Linked DNA regions of Mus musculus: all the other regions are linked to region 3. A link is a contact called in public Micro-C and promoter capture Hi-C data. All regions are on one chromosome and are shown on one strand. The core of a region is the stretch at or near the end of the contact, and the rest is flanking DNA. Distances in the headings are between cores, read along the strand shown. Region 1 holds the start of Acvr2b (activin receptor IIB). Region 2 overlaps Acvr2b (activin receptor IIB). Region 3 holds the start of Wdr48 (WD repeat domain 48).

Region 1 (3,713 bases), core at 3-2,502, 490 kb before region 3:
AAGGAGCCCCTCAGCCCTCTGCTGTTAAAGCTGCCCAGATGTGAGATGGAGGGTGCTGGTGGCACGGGGCATATGGAAACATATGACTGTATGTTGGATGCACATAGATACAGGCAAGAGAGCACACACACAATCAATCAATAAACGAACGAAAAATAGGAAGAGTCACAGATGGACTGCGAGCTCGAGGCCACCTGAGGATTACATAAGGAGAGGAAAAAGACCACATTTAAGAGCAAAGGTTGTCAGACAAGGTGCAGACTTCTTGGGAAGCTGAGGATCCCTACCTCAACACCAAAGCCGTAGCAGAAAGAAACTCTACCCAAGTCTGGAGGACTTCAACACCGTCATTTTCATAAGGGAAGTCCGAGGCTCGAGCAAATGAAATGACCCAGGCTGGGGGGGGGGGGCGGCGGGGGGGAGCGTCCTTCCTCCTATGACCCACTGCTCTTGGTGAGGCAGGAGGTAACTATCCGAGGATTCCATAGCATTTTTTTCCCCTGAGTAGTGACTGGCTTTTCCAGTGTAGCTGGGAGGCCGATTGCTCTCACACTCTGATTGTGTAACATCTGAAATGGAGGGATCTGGTGTGTGTGCGTGTGTGAAAGGAACAGAGGCATGTTCTGAACAGATCTTTAGAGGTGGGAGGAGTGCTGAAGGTAAGATGAAGGATGCTGGATTGCTGAGGATCCTTCAGAAAGCAGGTCGCCAACAGTTCTTTCCCACCTGCAGCTGCTCTGTGGGTCCTCCTCTGCTTGGAGATAACTGTGCGTGCGTTGTGAGGAACTGCTGTCAATTCAGACTTCAGCGTTTTCCTGCCAATTAATTAGCCCATAAATGGGAGCTGGAGGGCAGAGGTCCTAGGTTATGGGGACCAGGAGCTACCCACTCACTCAGGGGTCCCAGAGGAGCGTGCATCCCGTAGCGTGGGCTCCATAGCACGGGGCAGGAAAGCACCAGCCAAGTTGTGGGCAGTCCAATCCCACCAGCTCGGAGAGCGCGCCCCGCCTAGCCCTAGAGTCTGGTGCTGCAGGCGCGCTGTCTCCAGAGGGCGCGGGCTGGGGGGCGGAGCCTCGGTGTTGTTGTTCCTCTCCGGCCCCGCCCCCAAGGGGGGCGCGGACCACGCGGCCGGAGGGCCCGCCTCCCCTCCCCCTCCCCGCCCAGCTCGCCCGCCTCTTTGTATCCAACATCCGGGTTTCCCCGCTGGCTCGGCTCCGTGGCCACCGCTCAGGAGCCATTTTGGACTCGGTTCAGGTCCCCTCCCCCACCCCTCCCCCGTTCATGGCCCCTCCGGACTCGGCCCCTGCGCCCGGGGCCCGGGCCCAGCCCCGTTGCGCCATGCCCGCGTCGGGCGCGCCCTGGCCCGCGCCCCGCCGCCGCCCCCCGGCTCCCGCGTCGCCCCATAGCCCGGGCCGCACTGCGCGCCGCCCGCAGCGGCCCTGAGCCCCTATCTCCGCATACTGCCTGGGAACCGAAGCGCAGAAGCGCGCGCTCCTGGAAGCGAGACCCAGAGAAGGAGCGGGAAGCAGAGCGCAGCCGCCGCCGGGCCCTGCGCGCCCCGGGAGCGCAGCGCGGCCCTGCCCGCGGGCTCCGGGTGTCCGCGGGGCGGCGCCGCGGAACATGACGGCGCCCTGGGCGGCCCTCGCCCTTCTCTGGGGATCGCTGTGCGCCGGTAAGGACCGGGCGCGTCGTGGGGGTGCAGGGACCTGGGGCGCGCGGTGTTTACCAACAAAGGGCGGCCCCGCGGCCTCGGCGCCGCGCCACCTGCCTGGGATCGGGGTCGCGCGGGGCGCTCTGGTGCTTGCGATCTTAGAGGCGAGCTCGCCCGTGCGGTTCCTCTGCGCGATTCTGGCTCGCAGAGGTTCTAGGTGATGGGGGAACCTGGAGCGTCAGGGTCGGGGTTCAGGTTCCGCGGGTGTGCGGACCCCAGGGATAGAGCGGGGAAAACCTAAGCGTGGGGAAGGCGGCCAAGCGGGGTGGGCATCTAATTGGGGGCGGCTGGGTTGGGGCTGCTCGCCCCTGAGAGTCATAGGTGTCGCAAAGCGAAGCGGACGGCTTTCCATAGCCCGCCCGGAGTCCTCTGCATCCCGTCCCGCCACTCCGCGTCGCGATCCTCATGCGAGTGGCTCCTACCTGCGCCCGCTTTTCTTGCAGCGGGCCGCAGATGCGCCCTCGTGGGACCGCTTTTGTTTTGGGCAACTGGGAGTGGAGAAGGGTTGAAGAGGCGAACCAACAGGTCTCAGATCGCTTCGGCCGGCACGTGGCGGGCGTGAGTGACCCGCGGTCAGCTCGCAGCCGCCTGCGGGCTGTGGATAGCTGGTGCGCGTCTGCTTGGGACTAGAAGGTGTGGGTGTGTACGCACGAAGTTGTGTTGGGAAAGCGCTTTCTCCCCCAAAGCCTAGGCACTGATTTCTGTGTCCCGATGGTGCTGAAGCGTGCTCAACTTTGTAGGAGCTCCGGGGCGGGCTTAGGGCAGTTCCAGGAAACGTGGACAGTCGGGCATTAAGACTCCAGAGAAAAGATCGTGGAGATTAGGACGGCTGGTGCCCGGTGGCTGGGGCTCTGGGTCCTGCGCGTCTTTGTTCCCAACCCCCATTACACATGCAGCTCGGGTCCCCTGCGGCCCGAGGTGGCAGCAGCGCGGAGTCTGGGAAACCCGCGAGGGGCGGGGCCCGGAGTGTAGGGAAGGGCTGGGATCCCCCTTGCAGCTGCGGGGGTGGGTATCCCAGATGGTCATTGCACCCCCTCACAGGGATCCTCACTTTCAATCTTTTCTATTACAAGGTAGTGAGGGTTAGCTGTTAATTCCGACCCCGAGAGTTTTTGCACGAGCCTGGGTGCGGTGGAGCATGAGTGTACGAACCAGAGGGCAGAGATAACTTCTTTGCTACCCGAGCCCACTGTTGGGAAGCGGTTTCAGTGCTGTCCTGGAGTGGTAGAGGCAACGCGGTGCTCAGGGTGAACATTTTGTTTCTTTCTGCCACTCCCCGAAGTGTTGCTCCAGAGATTTTTCACCCCAAGAATGAGAGCCTGGAAGTGATGGAAAACAGTGGTCTGCTCCGGGGAGGGCGGCAGCAGGCTGACCCCAAGTTATAGGACCAACCTCTAGTCGGCTCTTGACTTACTGGATTTCTGCACCTGGACATGTATGTGCCTTGCCTCTTTTAAGTTTAGGTTTGTTGAAAGCATTGTCTCAGGACCGTTCGCCTCAGACTAGAAGTCTGTATGTACATCACTGCTCCTGTTTGTTCCAGTTTGACCTCACCAGTCACTTCCCATTTGGAGGGGCAGAGTGAGAGTGGATCCCTGGTACCACATTTGCTGCACTGTTTGGGGGAGTGCATAACGGAACACAGAGGCACGTGTTCTGACTCAACCTGTGGTTCTGCCTTTGGGGATAGAGTCACCTGTGTTGTGGTGGCTGCTGCTTTCTCTTTTGAGGAACTGGAGGAAAACTTTGAAGGGTTGGGGTAGAGCTGGCCTTCCTGTGCCTCTGGCTTCAGAGATCTTTCCTTCATGTTTCTGGCTTGATATTCGGAATTACTCAGCTCTGTGGTAAAAAGGAGAGATCTGTATATTGGTGCTGCCAGCGGGAACATGGGCTCGACAGATATATTCAACTTAAAAATTCCCAACAGCCCTGTTAGTAAAAGAAAGAAATAGCTGTGTCTTTAGTGTTTTCTGACTGCTTTCATACCGCAGGACTGGGTGGT
Region 2 (4,140 bases), core at 152-2,651, 470 kb before region 3:
GGAAGCATTAGATTGAATTGTAGAAAGCTCAAGTGGGCAGAAAGCTTTGAAATGAAAGTAGGAAGGAAAAGATAAATTGGGAAAACGCCACAAGAAATGTTCTAGGTAAGTTAGCACCAGCTAGACATACTCACCTTCTCCACAGACAGGGTTTCTCTGTGTAGCCCTGGCTGTCCTGGAACTCAAACTCAGAAATCTGCCTGCCTCTGCCTCCCAAGTGCGGGAGTGTCAGGACTAAAGGCGTGCACCACCACCACCTGGCCTTTTGATAGCATGAACAAAAAATGGTTACTGCACAGCGATACCCATGAGCATAGACTTCCCTCAGCATAAGGAGAAGGTACCTGGCCAGGAAGTGGGAAGGCTGGCCAGTGTTCCCAGGGGAGCTCGGCTGAGGGTGTGCCTCGGTGGGCTGCTCTCGGAAACTGGGTCGATTGTTTTGGAGAAGGATTTGGAAGAATGTACTGAATCAAAGCTGCTTAGGCTCAGCATTCCCAGGACGGGAGGAAACGCTCACCAAGAAGCTTCATGCGTGATGGCTTTGCTCACATGACAGCTGTACATAACCCGAGGGTCCAGCCGGTGAACCAGGTGAGGTCACACTGGGCAGTCCCTGGGCTCCGAAACATGGAACTTCAGGATGTGGCCTGCAAAGAGCCTTAACCTCTGCTTCACTTAGTTCTGTCATCTTAGGGGTTCACTCGGGGTTCTCCATCATACAGTGCCTGGGGTGTGACAAGTGGGTGTTAGTCTAGGTGACACATAAATACAGATGAGGCCAAAAAGTAGAATTAAAGTGGTTTGGTTCTCTGGAGTAAGGATTTAAAAGAAACTTGTTTTATGGTGTTGGTATTTTGCATGAATGTGCATGCACACAGTGTGTGCATTGCCGCTGGAACTAGAGTTCCAGGTGGTTGTGAGCCACCACGTGGATGCTGGGAACCAAAGCCATTTGTTTTCAACCAAAGAATAAGTTCTTGTAACCACTAGCCCCACAGTGAAGGATTCTAAGATAAACTGTAGTTACTTGACGGGTTCTTTCCTCCCAGTCTGCCAATATGGGTTCATGCATATGTGCGGGGTGTGTGTGTGTGTGTGTGTGTGTGTGATGCTCCAGCCTTGCCCACCCTTTCTCTTCTGTAGGTTCCCCTTCTGTAGCCACCCTGGTTGTGGTCCTGGGGACTGATGGAAATGCAGCTGTGTAGGGTGGGGAGGCAGGGCCAGTTGGGGAGACTCCTGACCTGGCTGCTAGGCTGTGGGCGGGAGGCCTTCATCTATTAAAGGGCTCTGTGGCCTTGTGGTTGGAATTTTGCCATATGCTATAAATAGCCAGTGTGAGAGTGTGAAGAAATGGAGCCAGGGAGGAGAGAGGAAACGGGAGGCCCCCTGGGTCTCCAGCTGGCAGTGGCCAGGGTGTGGTGTGGGAAGGGTGTGGAATGTCACATGGGATGCAGAGCTGCAGGCAGGCTTGGTGTGGGGCCTGGACTGGAAGGATCGCTACAACCCTAGGAGGCAGGTGCTGTCAGTCACCTCTCAGAGAGTGGCTAGGTGACTTGCCCCAGGCGCACAGCTGTGAGGCATCAGCAGTCTGGCCAGCTCAAAGCTGCTCTGCAGGGTCGGCTCTGGGCAGGTCTGGGAGGTCGGTGGCTCCAGTGAGCTGTTGGGTCCTCTCTGAGGCTTCATGTTGCCTTCTCAGGCTTCTCCACTGGGATCCTATGGTTGTGCCAGAGGGGCTGGTGCCTGACACTGGCCTGGAGCTAGGCCAGGCTGAGGTCTACTCTGTTTGTTGTTGCCCTTGTGACTCCAGGGGCTGATTGTAGTCTGAATGGAGGTGGACACTCTCCTGAGTCATGGGTGTAGGTCAGAGGTGGAGCGGACAGTACACACAAAGTCCAGGTTCCATCCTCAGCATCTATAGCAGGGGTCTTGCTTCGTGTTGAAGCCATCCCTCCTTCTTGTCCCCTCTGCTCATAGTCTGTCCACGCCATCTGTTACATAGGAACCCGTTCTGTGCTCAGCAGCTCAGGGCCAGCCTTGCAGGCCTGTGGGGGAAGCTGGGCATCTGGGAAGCAATTGCAGAGGACACTTAGGAGTGTTTGCGCTCCACACATGCTTTCGCTTCCTCCCGCGGGAGAAGGAGCTGTGTCCTCCCTGGACGGGGTGCTTCACATAGCTCCACTACCCACTCCTGCCACAAGTAGCCAGGGCTTGTAGACACTCTAGGTGCCACCCTGGCTTCCGGCGCTGGCTCGGGCTTTGTTTCCGGCCTATACTCATCCCTTAGAGTCTCATCCACAACCTAAAGCCTTGTGCTTGAATAAGGTCCTGGTTGGGAGAAGCCGGTGCACACCCTGTCTGAGCCCCATTCTGGATACCGAGACCCTTCTGGGCCAGGCTGAGTTCTAGCCACCTGGCAGGTTGTCACCACAAGTGTCAGGGCCTAGGCCAACAGGACCTGGCATGGCTAGGGCTGAGGCTGGGTTCTGCCATTCTGACTGGGTAGCATTCTGACCTTCCGGGTCCTACCTGGAGCCCTAAGACTGGCGTCTTGCCCAGTTGGGGCCTCCCTGGGAGGAGCTTTTGCCTGCCGCCGTGAGATCTTGTGAGCATGTCTTGAGGGTTCCTCTTCCAGAACGGCCAGTCAGGATCCTCCTGTCTGCAATGGGCCCTGGGGAACCAAGCAGTGTTAGCAGTTGGCACCCTGCCAACCTCGGGTCAGGTGGGAGCCCCCTCCCTGATGCCCCTCTGGCCTCAGGTGGGTTATTGGAGTAGGCTGGGTGCCAGTGGATTGAGGTGCAGCAAGGCTAAGTCAGCGCTCTTTCCCGTTAGGGTGTCTGCATAAGGTTGTCAACGAGGTAATAAATGCCACACGCCCTCCGGATGTCCCACGAGGGAACAGGATACCTTTGGGATTTGTGTATTATTTCCCGTCCTATATCTAAAAGGTTCATGGGGTCATAGTGGGGCAAAAAAGGGGCACGCGCAGGGGTAGGGGTGGAGTAAGTGGGCAAAGGTGTGATGAGTGTTTGGTGTGTTCAACCATCTGCAATCGTAGCTTAGCCCTCCTGTCTGAGAAAAGTGACCCTTGGTGACCCTGGGAGCTTACCCTTTTCCTGTAAGCGTAGCTGTTCTTCAGTACCTGGTGAACACAGGTGAGAAAGAGCGCAGGAAGGTCCCAGGAAGGTCCCGCTTCCAGGTTGGTGTGGGCAGGGAATGGAGGAACACTAGCCTGGTCTTCGTAAAAGGTGTTGATGTGTGGGTGGTAAGGGGGCCAGTATCGAGAGCAGAGGGGTGGGTTGGCATCTTCACCAAGCACCTTCAGCAGGCGTCGTCTCCAGGACTGGTTACAAGTCACCTCACCGTGCTCAGCCTCTCTTCTCTCGGGCGCAGGTTCCGGGCGAGGGGAGGCTGAGACTCGGGAGTGCATCTACTACAACGCCAACTGGGAGCTGGAGCGCACCAACCAGAGCGGCCTGGAGCGCTGCGAGGGGGAACAGGACAAGCGGCTGCACTGCTACGCCTCGTGGCGCAACAGCTCGGGCACCATCGAGCTGGTGAAGAAGGGCTGCTGGCTAGATGACTTCAATTGCTACGACAGGTACACAGGGGAGCGGGAGCGTTCCCGCTGCCGTAGCCCGCTGCACTTGGCCACCCACTGATCTCAGGGTCTCTTCGGAGGCACTACCCAGAATCCCAAGCCCCTGTTCTGGTGTTTGCTCTCCTCAGCTCAGGCAGCATTTCCATGCCTGCCTGCCCCTCTCAGCCTTGAGTCACACTCTTCAAGGGACGTGGGGTCACCCTAACTGCTGATGTTTCTGAAGCTGCGCTGCCTGGGGGGAGGGGCCGGGGAGAGTCTTTCCGTCCCTGCCGGGGAGTTTGTAACGGGGACCCTGGGCCCTCAGGCAGGAGTGTGTGGCCACCGAGGAGAACCCCCAGGTGTACTTCTGCTGCTGCGAAGGCAACTTCTGCAACGAGCGCTTCACCCACTTGCCGGAGCCTGGGGGCCCAGAAGGTGAGGGGCCTGTGGGAAGAGGGTCTGAGTGTGGCACTGTGGAGCCAGTGGGGAGTGCTTGCAGGGCCGGCTGGAGTGTTAGAGTGGGCGGGCTGTGTGACACAGGGCTCCATGTGTCCCCCAGTCAC
Region 3 (4,123 bases), core at 905-3,404:
TTTACTATGTGTTTATTTGTTATGAACCTGGGCCTGAAGTGTACTAACTAGTTACCACTGATCTACATCAGCGGCCCATCTCATTCTGAGAGGCAGTAATTTTTATTGTGAGCTTACTACCCGTCAAGCATGCTAAACACTATATGACCATTTTAACACAGTGTCTTTCATTTACCCTTAGGCAATTTCATATGTGTAAACAATACACCTTGGCCATGTGCAACCCCCAACTCAGCTCTTCTTTTATCCCCAAGAAACCCCTCCTACTCCCTCCAGGAACCCCTATGTCCTTCCCCAACTCCTCTAGGAACCCTCCACACATCTTACCCTCATGTCCTCTCCTTTTCAGTGTTAAGAACCCAGAGTTCATTCAGTGCCGCGTGTTGGAATATTTACAGGTCTTCTGCAGATAACCATAGCAGCACATGGGGCAATGGCTGTACCATCTGAAAGACAGTATTCCACAGGCTCTGCCCATTTCTCAGCTCTTACATCCTTTCTGCCATTTTTTTTTCAGAGTTCCCCGAGACACCCAACAGTCACTTAGTCTCAGCATTTTCAGTCTCTGCATCAACTGCTGCTTGCTACAGAAAGTGCCTCTGGCTGTGGCTGAGGACAGTACGGATTTGTGGATATACATATAAATTTCTAGAAAGAAGTCTGATAACATGTAATTTAGCAAAACCACAGTAACAGGTTCCTCCCTGTGGCCGTGATGCCCCGAGCCATGGGATTTACAGGACCAGGTTACAGTACCAAGCTGGAATTCCTTCCAGTAGAACAGACCTCAAATCCAAAAGTAATTGGTTGCCCTCATAACCCTACAGCAGCGGGCACATCTTGCCTGGCAAGGTGGTCGGCTGGTTTATCACGGATGCTTCTTTTTCCCTGGCAGGATTCACAGCACCTATGAAAGCCAGTCATCACAGAGAAGCCAGTCATCACAGAGTCATCACAGAGAAGCCAGTCATCACAGAGTCATCACTGACAAGTTTTTGGGTCAGTGCACTTTGATGTCTCTGTGTCCAGCTACCAAAGTATACAGTGTCTCCAGCAATAGTGTCTTACTACTTAGTTTCGGTGGGCAACCAAGTGCAACAGCTATAGCCTGTATTGTTTTAGGGGCTTCTGGGTCTTCCCTGACCATGTCATAGAAAGCTATCCCATGCCTGGCATTGAGATTTTCATCTAATAATGCATGTCTTTTGGGGGGAATCATTTTCCATCCATGCAAGTGTATCTCTTTGAAATTCTGTATTTTAGATTTACTTCTATTTTGGGAGAGTGTTCTACCTGCGTCCGAAAGGGGGCGTGTGGGACTGGAGTTTATTGCAGCTCATGAACTCCCAGGTGAATGCTGGGAACCAAACCCAGGTCCTCTGCAAGTGCTCTCAACTTCTCAGCCATCTCTCCAGCCCCTTTGTATTTTTTAATTAGTTTATAAAGGTAGTGGGTTTCCATAGGGGTTATAGTACTTTGGTCATGTTTTTGCCAAAACGATCATTTAAAATATATTGTCAAGTTAGCAGGGCCTATGCGAACATTATCTCACTTAACATCCTAAGATCCATATTATAGCTGTACAGGCACACGTCTGTAATTCTGAGAGTCTGGGTAAGATCCTGAGGGGGCTGGTGAGATGAATCACTGGATAAAGGTGCCTACTGCCAAGCCTGAGTTAGAATCTCAAGGCCCACATAGTGGAAGAAGAAGACTACCACAAGTTGTCCTCTCCGCTGGTGTTTGAGAACAGCCAGGACTACACAGCGAGACCATGCCTCAAAATAACTAAATGACAACAACATTTTATTATTATTATTTTTAAAACCTATAAATATGGAGTTAGAGACGTGGTCCAGTTGCTAAGCACTGGCTTAAGTGGCTGGGGCACGACTTAAGCACGACTCTCTTGAGCGCTTTCTCTCTGCATGCAGGCGCTGGGACGGCCCTGGGGCTTAGCTGCACAGAGGTAGACCAGTACGGGCCCCCAAGCCCTGGTTCCAAGAGCGTTCCCGCCCACACGCTGCTATTTCTCCGCCAGCGCCTCCCCTCGCAACCAGCCCGGAAAGCCTACGCCCTACCTACCTTCTACCCAACCACAGAGTAGGGCGGGACATCCGCTGGCGCTTCAACTCTCCCGGAAGTGACGTCGGAGTGTCAACATGCAAGATGGCGGCCCATCACCGGCAGAACACAGCCGGGCGGAGGAAAGTGCAGGTATGGCGGCCCGGCTCCGCGGCCTTGGCGACACTGCCGTCGGCTCTGGTACCCCCGCGGGCGGGCGGATGCCTCGGGCCGCGGCTGGCCGGGTTCGACAGCCGGAGGATGGCGGGGCGGGGCGCAGCGGCGCGAGGGGTGGGGCCGGGGCGCCAACGGCCTGAGGTGGCGGCGGGCGGACTGGGCGCGCGGGCCTCGCGAGCGGTCGCGGGGAACCGCCGTCCCGGCGAACCGCCGTCCCGGGACACCGGGCCTGCGGCGGCGCCATGGGCCTGCTGCCCGCTCACCTGCCTCTGCTCTCGGCCGCCTTCCTCCGGAACAGCCGCGACCCGGCGGCGGAGGCCTCGCGGCGCCCGCGGGTGGGTGAGGCCGGGAAGCGAGGGGCCTTGCGGGGGCGTGGCGGGTCCGGGTCGCACGTGGGAGCGCTGTGCTGGAGGAAATGACAGTGTCCCTTCCTTAGCGATGGGCTTTGCCTCCGCCCTCCACCGTCCTCACTATGCATCTTCCGGGCTTCCTTTTTAGTCCTCATCTCCCTAACGTCGGAATCTCCAGTGATGAGCTCGCTGACCCGCACCGTGGGTGCTTTGGGTTTCCCCAAATCACGTTGGTTTGGTGTACGTTTGAGTTTTGCTTGCTGCCTTGTGTGCTGGGGATAAAGCTCGTTTAGCAGAGCCCTTCCTGTCCTGAGCAAGGTTCAAACCCCCTGCTCCACATAAAACCAGGCATGCTTGGTACCCGCCTGTACTTCTAGCGCTGCTTGTGTGTGTGTGTTTCTGTGGTGACGACAGGGGAATCGGAAATTCAAGGTCATCCTCCAGTACCTACCAAGTTTGAGATCAATCAGTCTGGGCTACACGAGACACACTGCCTTAAAAAAAAAAATGCATTCAGTCATTAAAGTGGACTGAGTGCATAGACTTGCCGCACAGAGGAGAAGAGACTAAAAGGGTTTAGCAGTCAGTAAACACTCCACGGATTGAACTCAGTGTTCAGAAGGGAGGGCCAAAGGTGAGTAACCCCAGCATAAGGCTGGAAAGCTGTGGCATTTTCTGAATGAGTGTCCTCTTTATAGTACTGACTTCCATTTGTTGGCCCTGTGTGCTCACTAATGGTTGTTTAATGGTTAGAATTGGGCTGACTGGGAGATGGTCAGTCTGGTGGAAGGCCTGTAGCACAAACATGAGGATCTGAATATCTGCGTCCACGTAAACATCTCTATCCCCTCACTTGAAAAGACGCCTGGCATGTGGGTTGGCACTTGAAATCTCAGCTCTAGGGAGGCAGAAAATGGAGTGTCCCTGAAGCTTGATGGCTGTCTAGTCCTGCTGATTGATAAACTCCAGGTCCCATGAAAGAAACAGGGTGGAGAGTGAGCAATGAGGGAAGGCACCCAGGTCACCCTGTAGCCTCCACATGCATGTGTCCCTATGTGCTTATGCCCCTGTGCACCACACTCACACAGGCGCTCACGCACTCACACGCTCACTAACAAGTAATAAATACTTTACAGGATCAGTGAGGTGACAAGAATGTAAAAATCCCCTAGCTTTCCCTGGGTAGGTGCTGCTTTCCTTCCAAATGGCATTGATGGCACTGAAGTAGCCCCAGCCTCCAGGCCAAGGGGGTGAAAACACTGATTTCAACTAAGTTGTAACTTAGTCCAGTTCCACACACTAGGACGGTGGTTCTTGATAGAGTAAGGATTATCAGTTCGTTCAGTTTGGGGTAAAGACTTAAAAGACATGGGCTTGCAAGATGGCTTGGAGGGGAGGTGTGCTTGCTGCCAAGCCTGAAGACTTGAGTTTGATTCCTGGGACCCACAAAGTGGACAGTGAAAACTGGCTCCAAGTTATCCTTGACTCTGGGGGAATACACCTCAGTGTAGAGCACGTGCCTGCCTCTCACA

What was found. Promoter capture Hi-C pulls out the DNA fragments that hold promoters and counts their contacts. Hi-C and Micro-C count contacts between places; a contact is called where the count stands out from the background.
Region 1: a Micro-C map of embryonic stem cells shows a contact between it and region 3, with 5 times the contacts expected there. The contact joins the promoter of Acvr2b here to the promoter of Wdr48 in region 3. A contact is called at or near these places in 8 of 39 promoter capture datasets (the C10 cell line, the SN4741 cell line, embryonic stem cells and 4 more), 8 of 484 Hi-C or Micro-C datasets (the G1E-ER4 cell line, cerebral cortex, double positive thymocytes and 3 more), 12 of 115 datasets of contacts at active chromatin or transcription factors (astrocytes, differentiating embryonic stem cells, embryonic basal ganglia and 9 more) and 2 of 9 other capture datasets (adipose tissue and macrophages).
Region 2: a contact with region 3 is called in a promoter capture Hi-C map of cranial neural crest. The contact joins the enhancer-like site here to the promoter of Wdr48 in region 3. A contact is called at or near these places in 2 of 39 promoter capture datasets (cranial neural crest and embryonic stem cells) and 5 of 115 datasets of contacts at active chromatin or transcription factors (embryonic basal ganglia, embryonic forebrain, embryonic midbrain and 2 more).

The regions. Positions count from the first base shown.
Region 1 is chr9:119,400,926-119,404,638 of GRCm38.p6, forward strand. It overlaps Acvr2b (activin receptor IIB), which reads left to right and starts at 1,253. Exons shown (of 11, transcript NM_001313757.1): 1 at 1,253-1,672. The coding sequence starts at 1,621.
Region 2 is chr9:119,424,065-119,428,204 of GRCm38.p6, forward strand. It overlaps Acvr2b (activin receptor IIB), which reads left to right. Exons shown (of 11, transcript NM_001313757.1): 2 at 3,391-3,598; 3 at 3,903-4,012; 4 at 4,137-4,140. Among named protein-coding and RNA genes, the nearest start is that of Exog, 19 kb to the right of the region's middle. Within about 2 kb of position 1,402, at least 102 of the 459 cell types and tissues checked have an H3K27ac peak or open chromatin away from gene starts, as enhancers often do.
Region 3 is chr9:119,892,741-119,896,863 of GRCm38.p6, forward strand. Wdr48 (WD repeat domain 48) reads left to right here and starts at 2,155. Exons shown (of 19, transcript NM_026236.3): 1 at 2,155-2,217. The coding sequence starts at 2,170. It overlaps Gm2449 (a long non-coding RNA gene), which reads right to left and starts at 2,172. Exons shown (of 7, transcript XR_871350.2): 1 at 2,086-2,172; 2 at 787-907; 3 at 328-446.